Regions from separate parts of the Sus scrofa genome. Here all the other regions are linked to region 1. Evidence: chromatin contacts called from public Hi-C data. All regions are on one chromosome and are shown on one strand. The core of a region is the stretch at or near the end of the contact, and the rest is flanking DNA. Distances in the headings are between cores, read along the strand shown. Region 1 holds the start of WISP1 (WNT1-inducible-signaling pathway protein 1). Region 2 overlaps TG (thyroglobulin). Region 3 has its middle 19 kb from the start of ST3GAL1.

Region 1 (3,924 bases), core at 680-3,179:
TCTAGGTTCCTGTGCCCCTCCCCCAGGAGGTGTGGAATAATACCATCGACCCTGTGGTCACTGCGACATCTGACACAGCAACACCAGGTCCTTAACCCACTGTGCCACAGAGGAAACTCTGTCCTTGGGTGATTCCTAAAGGACACTTTTCTGCAGGGCTTATCTTATGGGATCCGTTTTAAGAGCATCAAGTAAGTGCTCTTAAATGAGGACTGCTTTTTATGAGGCAGTTTCTATGTAACAAATATTTCTGTGGCCGCTTTACGCAAGCTCCAGAAATTCCTTATATTCATTAGGAGGCACTTGGCTCCAAGGAACAAATTACTCTTAACCCACAGTTTAGGCATAAATCATTGAATTAGTTCATGCAACGGGAAGTATGTGTGTGTGTGTCTTTTTGCCTTTTCTAGGGCCGCTCCCACGGCATATGGAGGTTCCCAGACTAGGGGTCGAATCGGAACTGTAGCCGCCGGCCTACGCCACAGCCACAGCAATGCAGGATCCAAGCTGCGTCTGCGACCTACACCACAGCCACAGCAACACCAGATCCTCAACCAATTGGGCAAGACCAGCGATCGAACCCACAACCTCATGGTTCCTAGTGGGATTCGTTAACCACTGAGCCATGGCGGAAACTCCATGCATGTCTGAAGGCCCAGGTTCAATTGGAGTAACACTTTAGGGTCCAAGGACCCAGGCTCTTGCCCTTCTTCTGCACTACCATCTCATCATGCTGGCTTTTCATTCTCCAGTTTGTGCCTTAAATGCTCAAAATGACTGCTGCTGCTCCAGCCATCAAGGCAAAAAGAGAATGGGTAGAGAAGTCTTTTTTTTTTTTTTTTCTCCTCCCAAGGAATGGAATTCTTTCCAGGCGCTTCCAGCAGATTTCTCATTCTGTCTCATTGTCTGGAATTGGGTGAGAGGCTCATCCCTATGTCAAAGAATGGAAAGGTCATCAAAGTCACCTCTCGTGGGGTCACTCTTACAATCATACGCCCCCTCCAAGCAGCCGTGCAGGCTTCAGCATCCCCTTGTCCATGTTACAGGAAAAGGGAAGAGAAGGAGTAACTGTTATAAAAACCACAGGGGAGTGAGTTCCCGCTTAGGTCCAGAGATGGCAAGTTGCTGGGGTGTAAGGGAAACAGCAAGGAGGCCGCTGAGGCCAAGGCTGGTGCAGGAGAAGACTGGTGGAAAGAGAAGAGGCAGCTGGCCTCGGAGGCCATGCCAGGACTGGGGATTCCGGGCAACGTCAAAGTGTGGGCTTTGGGAGGCTGGAGCCAGGAGAGGGCCACGATCTTAGCTCCATTTGCCAAGGATGGGGCCCTGGTGGCTCTGAGACGTGTGCACAGTAAGGGCAGGAGGCTGTGGCTGAGGGTCCCGTGGGCATGGGGAGGCTGGATGAGGGCAGACCAGACCCCAGAGGAGACCCTTTCATCAGAGGGGCAAACGTCCATCAGGGGGTGAAGGCCAGGCACCCCAAACCTGGCAGTGATAAGAAACGCACCCAGATTCAGGAAGACAGGTCCAGGACCAAAGGGCATCAGGCTAAAAAGCAGGGGAGGGAACTCTTGCAAATCGGAAACCAGAACAATAATTTGTCCAGGAGGTGATGATGGCAACCGGAGCCCCAGCCCTGAGCTCATGTGTGAATTTCTGCCATTTCGAGATCAGAGGACTAAAAGCCGTCCTCATCCTTGTTTGCTGGCAGTCTGGGAGAAATGGCAACTGCAAACCAGAAGTAGGAGAAACCCCCGGGGGACAGGGAGGGAGTTGATTTTCTCTGCTGGGAGCGCTTTCAAAGCCCCCGCCCTTGTAACTGTACCTCCACCTCCGCCTGCACCCTCCCACCCCCTCCCACTCCTCACTCTTGCGAAATGCCCAGGCAGCCTGACCCCAGCTCCTTCTGTGAGAATTTACCCCCGGTGTGAAATCTTAGCCTTGTAACTTTCCCTTTAAGAGCTGTCAGAGCCCGGGGCTGGCCAAGCCTGGGCTGGAGGTGGGGACAGAGGGAAGAAAGAAAAAAGAGAGAGAGAGGCAGGAAAAGTTTTTTTCAGAGGCAAATGCAGGGTTTGTCCTTAACCCTGACGTCAGATCTTGCTTTAATAAAACCCCCCAAGGGCTGCGGGAAGAGGCGTATCTGGCGCCCCTGATGGGACAGGTCAGTCTCGCCCAGCTCCCCTGAGAGGTGGCCGGATCCTCGGGCTGCTCCTTAGATGCCGTTGCCCCTGACTTCCAGGCATGAGGTGGTTCCTGCCCTGGACGCTGGCGGCAGTGACAGCAGCAGCAGCAGCAGCAGCATCAGGCAGCGCCCTGGCCACGGTGAGTCTTGCACAGAGAGGGGACCCAGCTCCCTTCTCCATCAGTCCTGCTGCGGTGGGGGGGCAGGATGAGAAAGGCTGGAATGTCTCGGGCGGGTGGGGGGGGCCGGGGGGGCCCACTGAGGGGCGAGGGTGAGCAAACAAAACAAACAGGACTTTCACGCCCTCCTTCCCACCTGAAATGCAGCAGAAAGGGGCTCGCTCGGAGGAGGATCTGAGAGCCAGGGGGCTTTGACGCCACACCTAGATCTGCCCAGACTGGCTGTGTGACCTTGGGCTAGTCACTCACCCTCTCTGAGCAGCATAAAGTGAAGAAGACTGTTGCTAGATTTCTAGAGTCTCTGAGTTGGGAAAACAAGTCCCCATGCGTCGGAGAGGCTACAAGGAAGGGAGATGGAGAGGCCAAAAAAAGCTGGAAGGGGAAGTGCCAGCTTTCAACAAAAGCATTCCCTTGAACAAACAGTGGTTATGATGGTTCTCTAATCCTGACTGCCTCTGCCTTGGGCTGGCACAGCCCTCTACAGTTTGTGAAGCGGGCACATTCAGGTCCTGCTCAGGAAGCCCTCTGTTTCGGGGGACTCTGAGGGTTGTCTCTCCCCCACCTCCATCCCCAGGCTCACGGAGGGGAAGGGAGAAAAGCCTGCACCCCCAAGAAGCCAGGGAGCAAGACACGTGGCAGCACAGAGCCCGCCTGCTGGCTCGGGGCGTGGAGCAGGCACAGGCCGGGCAGGAGGTGGGCAGCTGCGAAGAGCTTCTGGATCCAAGATCCCACAGCCGGGGCCGGGGCCGGCTGCCAGGAGTAAGGCTGAGAGACAGACGGAGGGAGGATGGCAAGAGGCAGATTATCACCACTCCCTGGGACCGACCGCTTTCTTTGGGATCAAAGTGCCCGTTCCTGAATGAGGAAACTGAGGCTTGGGGGGAGGTACCTGCTCGTGGACTCAGAGATGCTGGCTCTGATTCAACCAAATCTGAGGCTGCGAGCCTACGGCCAAGCCCAGGGCGGCTGCTCGCAGGAACTGAGTGATGGATGAACCTCCACGCACTGGGGGGCCAGGGGGTGTGATGAGAGCAGGGGGGGCGCCTGGGCAACGCGCTGTTAAATCCTCCATACTTTGCAGGACTCCCGCCCTTAACAGCAGTTTCCCAAAGAAAGGATGTGAATTCCATTTCACAAGCGAAAGAAATGGAGACAGGGTCTCATAAGAATCGGTGCGAGGGCTCAGACTTAATCTTTCCCTCCAAAACCCACTCTCTCTTCCAGAGCTTTCTGACCAACTGGAGCAACTAGAAGGCCCCAAATCAGGCTTTGTTTCAGGGTTCCGGTGTCTGGGAGGACCAGGGGTGGATGGAGCAGAGGTGAGGGGGTGGAAGAGCGAGGTCTCAGCAAGGAGGAGAAGGGAGGTATGCGGGGGTCCCAGGGCACAGAACCCTCTGTTATGGCCTCAGAGCAACTGGAGCTGGGGAAGAGGGAGTGCAGGTCTGGGGAAGTGGGGGTGCAGGTCCCCAGGCTCGGTCAGGGCACGCGCAGCACAGGAGCTGGGAGTCCGGGCCACCCAGACAGCAGGATGGAGGAAGGGCTTCTGGGAGGAGATCTCTACTGGGC
Region 2 (3,924 bases), core at 667-3,166, 250 kb before region 1:
CATCCATCCATCCATCCATCCATCCATTCATCCATGCATCCATTCCCCCATCCATCCATCCATCCATCCATCCATCCATGCATCCATTCCCCATCCATTCATCCATCCATTCATTCATGCATCCATTCCCCCATCCATCCATCAATTCATCCATCCATCCATCCATTCCCCCATCCATCCATCCATCCATCCATTCATCCATGCATCCATTCCCCCATCCATCCATCAATTCATCCATCCATCCATCCATTCCCCCATCCATCCATCCAGTCATCCATCCATCCATTCATCCATGCATCCATTCCCCCATCCATCCATCTATCCATCCATCCATCCATCCATCCATCCATCCATCCATCCAGTCATCCATCCATGCATCCATTCCCCCATCCATCCATCCATCCATCCATGCATCCATTTCCCATCCATTCATCCATCCATTCATTCATGCATCCATTCCCCCATCCATCCATCAATTCATCCATCCATGCATCCATCCATCCATCCATGCATCCATTCCCCCATCCATCCATTCATCCATCCATCCACTCATCCATGCATCCATTCCCCCATCCATCTACCCATCCATCTATCATTATCTCCCTATCATCCATTAATCCATCCACCTGTCCATCCTTCCATTTGAGGCAGCTGGTCAGGATGGTTGGTTCTGGGGTCATACTGACGAGACTGGAATTCTGAAGCAGCTACTTGCCAGCTAGGAGCTTGTTGAAGTTCTATGACTTCCCATGACTCAGTCTGTCATCTGTAACACACAGATAAGAATAATATCATACTGGGCTATTGCATGGATTAAATTAGATTGTGTAAATGTTCATAGGACCTGCCTGGTACTGGTATGGAATAAACATTAGCTAAGATTAATCTTCTTACAAATTAGGTACTCCATAAATGTTGAGTGAAGGCAGTTGTGGAGATAAAACAGAAACAAGAGTCCAGGTTGTGGAAAGTGCAGGGGTGAAGGAAACAGCGGAGGCAGAAATGTGTGTGTGTATGTGTGTGTGTGTGTGCATGCATGCGCACGGGTGCTCACATACTTCGAAGGTCAAGAGGAGCCACGCATGGTCTGCCACGTCTTTACTCCCCAGGTCCTGGCTCTTGTGAAGAAGTGAAGCTTCGCGTCCTGCAGTTCATTAAGGAAGCAGAAGAGATTGTCATGGTTTCCAACAGTTCTCAGTTTCCTCTGGGAGAGAGTTTCCTAGCGGCCAAAGGAATCCGGCTGACCGATGAGGAGCTGGCCCTTCCCCCACTCTCCCCATCCCGGGAGACTTTCTTGGAGAAGTTTCTGAGCGGGAGCGATTATGCCATTCGACTGGCAGCACAGTCCAGTGAGTGCCCCTTGCTTCTGGTTTCTCATTCCTTCTTTGGGGGAAGCAAGAGCTGGAATTAGTTCCTCTTCCATTATCTTCGGGACTGTGGTTTCCCTGGGCCCATGGGCGCCAGAAAAGACAAATGCATCTTGTGGTCCCGGTCAAGGCAGGAATATTGCCCACCTCTCCAGGATGCCCCCGGATCCTCCAGCAGAGCCGTGGGGCCAGGCTCCACGTTTTGTATTGCAGATGGTGCCTGCAGCCCACCAGGAAGCCAAGAATTCTGCTGGTAGTTTGGCCCCCAGGCCTCTGCCCACTGCCCCTTTGCTCCAGTGTGGCTGGGCTCAGAGCCCAGGTCTTTCTCATCTCCCGCTCGTCCTCCTCCATGGGCAGCCTGCTGGGCAGCAGGACCCAGGCCTCTTGCCGTCTTCTCACTGACCCACCACAACTTGGCAGGACACACGATTCATTTATCCCCAAGCCTCCCTGAGTTCCCCACCGCTGTGTGGCGGTCTTGGCTGCTTCTGTGGCTGGGTCTCTGGGCCTGAGTCACAGAGCAGCACAGCCGTGCTCCCCGCACAACCTGGGTTCTGAGACAGAGCACCCACACCCACAGGTGGGAGCCTCGTCCCTGAGTTCACAGCTCTGGCAGGCCTGCTGCCGCTTTGGCGTTGGCTCTCGCTTGCCTTTGGTCCCCTAAGCCCAGTGCCATCTTTGTTCCCTGCCCCTCCCTCTCCAGCCATCTCTTTGGGCGGCGGGGGGACAAGGCACCCCATCTTATCTTTATATCCTGGGGCCCGGCCTGGTGCCTGGCAGACAGCAGGACCCAGGAAATGCTGGTTAAGCATCCCCTTGCTCCTTCCCGCCTCGTCGTCTCTCCTCTCTCGCCTTCCCTCCCCGGGCACCTCTTTTCTCTGTTCCTCGGAGACCAGGAGATTCCGCCTTTGGCGAGGAAGCAGTTTCTGCAGACCTGTGTGTGGACAGGCATGACGTAATCCAGGGGCCAAAGAGGGACTCGTGTTCCCCGAGTTGTGACCATGTTGGTTCCGGAGGGAAATTTAGAGGAAGCGGGGAGAGAGCTGTTGGTGCCAGAGGGCTCCCTGAGTGTCGATGCCATTTTCTTCAGAAGTCGGGCGGAGGCAGCGCCCCTCCCTCCACGGAGCCACAGCTCTGACGACACCTGTCTCAGGCCACTGGGAAACTAGGAAGGGTCTTTAGCACAGGACGCGGGTTCCCACTTTTCTTGGGACCCCTCCAGATGAGCAGAGGCGTCTCTGCTGTTGCATAGTTGGGGGGTTCTTTTGGGCAGACCTCCTGGTCCCCGAGAGTCTGGGGATTGAAGGCCCAGCACAGAGACTGAGGCGACTGAGCGCCTTTGGCCAGCAGAACATGGCAGCGGTGCCCGGGGCCTGGGGTGCGGGGGGTGGGGTGGGGTGGGGAGCAGGGAGGGAAGGGAGCTGGCCTGGCGCCTGGGAGACGTGCAGTGAGCACGTTATTCCCACACCAGAAGACACCATGAGATGAGAGTTCATTCAAACTTCAGCCACCATTTTTTTTTGTTTGTTTGTTTGTCTTTTTAGTGCCTCGCCTGTGGCATATGGAGGTTCCCAGGCCAGGGGTCCAGTTGGAGCTGCAGCTACCGGCCTAGGTCACAGCCACAGCAACACCAGATCAGAGCCACATCGGTGACCTAGTTGCAGCTCATGGCAATGCCGGACCCTTTGACCCACTGAATGAGGGATCCAACCCGCATCCTCATGGATACCAGTCAGGTTCTTAACCCACTGAGCCACCATGGGAACTCCCAGCCAATGGTTTTGTTTTCACATTTTTATTTTGAAAGGGCAGTGTGGTGAGGGCCTGCCCGCTGCTCAGGGTCCCTCTGTCCTCCTCGGGGTGGAAATGTTTGTCACATAAACAAAAGCCTGCCAATTGGGCAGGGACGTGCTTGCTGTTCTTAGGATGGAGCCCACGCGGCTCTGCTCACGCCTCTGCTTCTGTCTCCACCTCCAGCCTTTAGCTTCTACCAGAGACGCCGTGTTGCCCTGAGTGATGCCCCCCGCACATCGGGCCCTCTGCAGCCCTACCCCTACGTGCCCCAGTGTGATGCACTGGGAAGCTGGGAGCCCGTGCAGTGCCACGCCGCGACTGGTGAGGGGGCCGGGCAGCCTGGAGGGGGCGAGCAACACCCCTCATTTTCATTTTGGGAAAGAGCCCTCCCCTGGGGGCAAGCGAGCTGGACTCTAGGCTCCTCTTTGGCAGCTGGTGGCCGAGTCCCTTGGGTCCTCTGGCCTTTGGTTGTCCCATCGGTACTATGGGAGCAGCGACCTTCTAGCAGCCTGAAGGTCAAGTGGGTGGTTGCTGGGGGGATGTGGGTGCCAAGGCCTGTGCTGTGGACAGTGCTGGGGAGGGCAGACAGACCAGGATGGACATGGGGTCTTGCTGGCACTGCTGTGAAGGCAAAGGAGGGAGGTTGTCTGCGGGATGCCCGGGGCAAGTCCCTCAGGGCGCCTCCTGAGCCTCCGGCTGTGGCTCTTTTCCAGGGCACTGCTGGTGCGTGGATGGGGAGGGAGCATACTTGCCTGCCTCGCTG
Region 3 (3,924 bases), core at 651-3,150, 200 kb after region 1:
GTTCCCAGGCTAGGGGTCCAATCGGAGCCACAGCTGCCGGCCTACACCACAGCTGCAGCAACGCCAGATCCGAGCCGCATGTGCAACCTACACCACAGCTCACAGCAACACCGGATTCTTAACCCATGGAGCGAGGCCAGGGATGGAACCCGCAACCTCACGTTTCCTCGTTGGATTTGTTTCCACTGCACCATGACGGGACCTCCCCCGTCAAAGCATCTTTAAGGTGATGCTTTGTCCATTCAGCCAGCACTGACTGAGCACTTGCCAGCTGCCAGGCCCTGTCCTGGGCACTGCCTGAGAATAAGAGGACCCCCCTCCCCCATCTCTGACTGAGAGCTGCCCAGGGGACCAGGCGGACAGGAAGGCCAAGACACAGGTCCTTGGAAAAGCATGTTCTGAGGGCAGAAGGCTCTGGAAGCCTGGCAAGACGGGCCAGGGTGGGGGGAGAAGGTGGGTGTCAGAAGGGAAGGGGGATGTGTCCTCCAGCCAAAGCGGAGAGGGTAGCAGATGACTCTCCTGAGGGCCAGAGGGTTCGTCCTGCCCCCATCCAGCCAGCTAGTGCCACAGCAGGAAGGGAGGCAATCGCCACAGCCCAGCAAGGAGAGGTGGCCGAGCTGGAGGGCAAGGGCAGGGCTGGGGCAGGACCTTGGCCCCCTGGGCAGGGACCTGGTTTCCCAGGGACCCGGTGCCCTGGGAAGAATCTGCCCAGAGGCATCTCCTGATCAGCTGGGCTCTTTCCCAGCTTCCCACCCTCCGCCGAGCCTACGTGCATCGGACGGGGAAGCCTGACTCTTTCGCAACCGGGACCTGGAGAGGCTGGCCCGTGCATTTTCCGTCTTTATTCGGAAAGCTCAGCTGGTAAAGGGAAGCCACGTGTGTGCAACAGGAAGTCGGGTTTCCAGGACGTGCCTGCAGTCACAGCTCTATTTCTGGAACAATTCTATGGGCTCAGATTTCTTTAGAAAACCTAAGTTTAAATGAAACCCTGACAGCCAGCTTTTCTCTCTCATTGTTTCTGGTCCTGACCCACCACCCCCACCTTCCCTCCTCTTCCATCACAGAGCTCTGGCTGTGAGGAATGTGTAACCTGAAGGCCTTCCTTCAGGGCTTCTAGAAGAATCCCCCCGTCGGACACAGGGCTGCTCCTGCCTTCACTGGGGAGTCCGCAGTGGAAGAAGGATCTGCACAGAAGGAGCCCGGCGAAGGGAATAAGCACAGGAACACACCCAGCTCCTGGTCCACACTGCAGCCCTTCGGATAGCAGGAGGCATTGATGGAGCCTAGGCTGGGGTCCCTCCCTAGGGTCTGGGCTGGTCCGTCTGCCATTCCCTGAGCCCACAGCATGGAGCCCTTGGCCCAGGCAGACTCGGGTCTCACCAGGGCAGGACCAGGGGGCCTCTCACCAGCCAGCTCCTTGATGTGGGTGACGTCAGGGAAAGACGTGGGTGGAGACACTGCCCCTCTGAATCCCAGATGCTCCACCACATCTCCCAGCCTCCCGCCCCTTGTTGGGACCACGTGGGTAGCTCTGGCCCCTGGACCTTGAGCGGAAGCTATGGGTGTCAACTCCAGGCAGAGAGAGTTAAGAATGAGTGAGTCAGACTTCCCGTCTCAGCAGAAATGAACCCGAGGATGCAGGTTCAATGCCTGGTCTTGCTCAGTGGCATAAGGATCCATCGGGATGTAGGTCGCAGACGCGGCTCAGATCTGGCTTTGCTGTGGCTGTGGTGCAGGCCGGCAGTTGTAGCTCCGATTCTCCCCCTAGCCCGGGAACCTCCATCTGGCACGGGTACGGCCCTAAAAAGACAAAAAAAAAGAATTAGTGAGTCATCACCCCCCCTCCCTTTGCCCGTGACCTTGAAGGCCACCGATTGAAGTTGGAGTTGGCACAAGATGAAAACAGCTAGGGGACCCAAGTCACCACAGGGAGAGATTGCCAAACCCCTCAGACTGTGACACTGCAGGGAACAAACCTTGTTATTCGGTTGTAAGTCACTGGGAGGTAGGGCTTACTGGTGGCCGCAGCACTAGCCTGACAGAGCCAGGTCTGACCTTGAATCCTCCTGATCCCTTACAGAGTGTGTGGCTGCAGCAAGTAACCAAGGTCTCTGAGCCCCAGACCTTCCACGAAGGTGGCAACGCCATCTCACCCTTAGGCCTCTTGTGAGAACGAAGTGAGAAAATGCATCACGAAAGCCTGGCACACAGAAAGGACTCAGAGGCTGGGATGCTGCCTTCTTGGCTTTATAGCTACTCTGTCATTTAATACCCACTTTACAGATTGAGAAACTAAGGTTCCAGAGGTCCAGTTGTGGCTCAGTAGAAACGAATCCAGCGAGTATCCCTGAGGTTGTGGGTTCGATTCCTGGCCTTGCTCAGGGGGTTAAAGATCTGACGTCACCATGAGCTGTGGTGTAGGTCATAGAAGAGGGTTGGATCCCAAGTTGCTATGGCTGTGGTGTAGGCCAGCAGCTGCAGCTCCAATTTCACCCCCAGCCTGGGAACCTCCCTATGCCATGGGTGCTGCCCTAAAAAGCAAAAAGAAGAAGAAAGAAAAGAAACTAAGGTTCCAAGAGATCAGGCTTTGTAACACATAGGTTACAAAGCTATGAGTCTCAGAAAAAGAGTAAGAGTCTGGGAGTTCCCACCGTGGCTCAGCAGAAAGGAATCTGACTAGTTTCCATGAAAACACTGGTTAGATCCCTGGCCTCGCCTAGTGGGTTAAAGATCTGAGCTATGAGCCGTGGTGTAGGTCGCAGATGTGGCTCAGATCTGGCATGCTGTGGCTGTGGCATAGGCCAGTGGCTACAGCTCTGATGGGACCCCTAGCCTGGGAACCTCCATATGCTGCGGGTATGGCCCTAAAAGCCACCCCTCTTCCCCCCAAAAAGAAGAAGAGGGAGATCTGAAGCTAGTGAAGTTCTGAGGCCCAGAGTTCCAGGCCTGAGGCCAGCTTTGCAATGGGACACCATTCAAAGCTTTTTAGCCAGTTGACATTTGCTCGGGTTTGAGCTTTTCCGGCTGCATCCAGGCTTTCCCCCCTTGACTCACTTCTCTTGGCTGAGTGGCAGAGATCTCAACGCCCTTCCTTCTCTGGAGGGTGTGGACCTAATATTCTCTGGTGCCAAATCTTTCTACTTCTGACCTGGACTTGTGTGTTTTCTCTTGTGGTTTTCCAGCCCCTTTGGTCCCAACCCAATGGTGCTGAAAATCTGGCTGAAGGTGATTCCATTGCACCCTCTGGTGGCCACTGTCTCTTGTTGTTCTGGTCGATCCCTTGGCCAAGGTCAGGGTGAAACTTCTGGCTGCACCAGGCATTCCCAGGGCAGGGGGACCAGTCCGTGGGGGCTCACCTCCACCCTGCTTGGTTCAGAGCAAAGCAGGCAGTTCCCTGGCCCCAAGCTCTTGGAGGGGGGGTGGGGGGGGGACTCAGGCCCTTGCTTTTGAGGTCCTTCCTGGCTATACCCTTCCTCCCTGGCAAGTCACTTCACTTCCTGGAAGTTAGGTTTCCTTGTTCGAGTCTCCTCTAGAAGGAACGCTGCCTCTTGGCAGGGTTGTTGCAGGATTAAATAAGATTAGTGGAGGCAGAGCACTGGCCCTTTTGACAGCACGTGAAAGGGAATCGTGCGTTTTATTAATAATATTCTACTTTTCATGGTGTGGCCACTGTCTGGCTGCCAGCCTGTCCCCCACTAAGACTGTGACCTTCCGATGGGAGAGAACTCGTCTGCCCATCCTCTGTCCCTAGTGGCCCTCGGTACATATTTATCAAATGAAATATATATATTTAGGTGTATGGTTTTATGCCTGTGACCTCTAAATGCTGCTTATAGCTGCATCCCAAACTTTGATATGTAGAATTTTATTATCACTCTAAACATCTTCTTTTTTGATTTCTTCTTTGATCTATTTGTTGGTGAG

What was found. A called contact is a pair of places that touch in the nucleus more often than the background predicts.
Region 2: a Hi-C map of retroperitoneal adipose tissue shows a contact between it and region 1, with 3 times the contacts expected there. A contact is called at or near these places in 2 of 5 promoter capture datasets (fetal skeletal muscle and liver), 33 of 47 Hi-C or Micro-C datasets (adipocytes, adipose tissue, alveolar macrophages and 18 more) and 2 of 2 datasets of targeted methods (alveolar macrophages and skeletal muscle).
Region 3: a Hi-C map of retroperitoneal adipose tissue shows a contact between it and region 1, with 2.8 times the contacts expected there. A contact is called at or near these places in 3 of 5 promoter capture datasets (fetal liver, fetal skeletal muscle and liver), 37 of 47 Hi-C or Micro-C datasets (adipocytes, adipose tissue, alveolar macrophages and 18 more) and 2 of 2 datasets of targeted methods (alveolar macrophages and skeletal muscle).

The regions. Positions count from the first base shown.
Region 1 is chr4:8,108,911-8,112,834 of Sscrofa11.1, reverse strand. It overlaps WISP1 (WNT1-inducible-signaling pathway protein 1), which reads left to right and starts at 1,929. Exons shown (of 5, transcript XM_021088876.1): 1 at 1,929-2,319. The coding sequence starts at 2,239.
Region 2 is chr4:8,358,228-8,362,151 of Sscrofa11.1, reverse strand. TG (thyroglobulin) reads left to right here. Exons shown (of 50, transcript NM_001168418.1): 11 at 1,110-1,349; 12 at 3,345-3,482; 13 at 3,875-3,924. Among named protein-coding and RNA genes, the nearest start is that of TG, 22 kb to the left of the region's middle.
Region 3 is chr4:7,913,272-7,917,195 of Sscrofa11.1, reverse strand. No RefSeq gene overlaps it. Among named protein-coding and RNA genes, the nearest start is that of ST3GAL1, 19 kb to the right of the region's middle.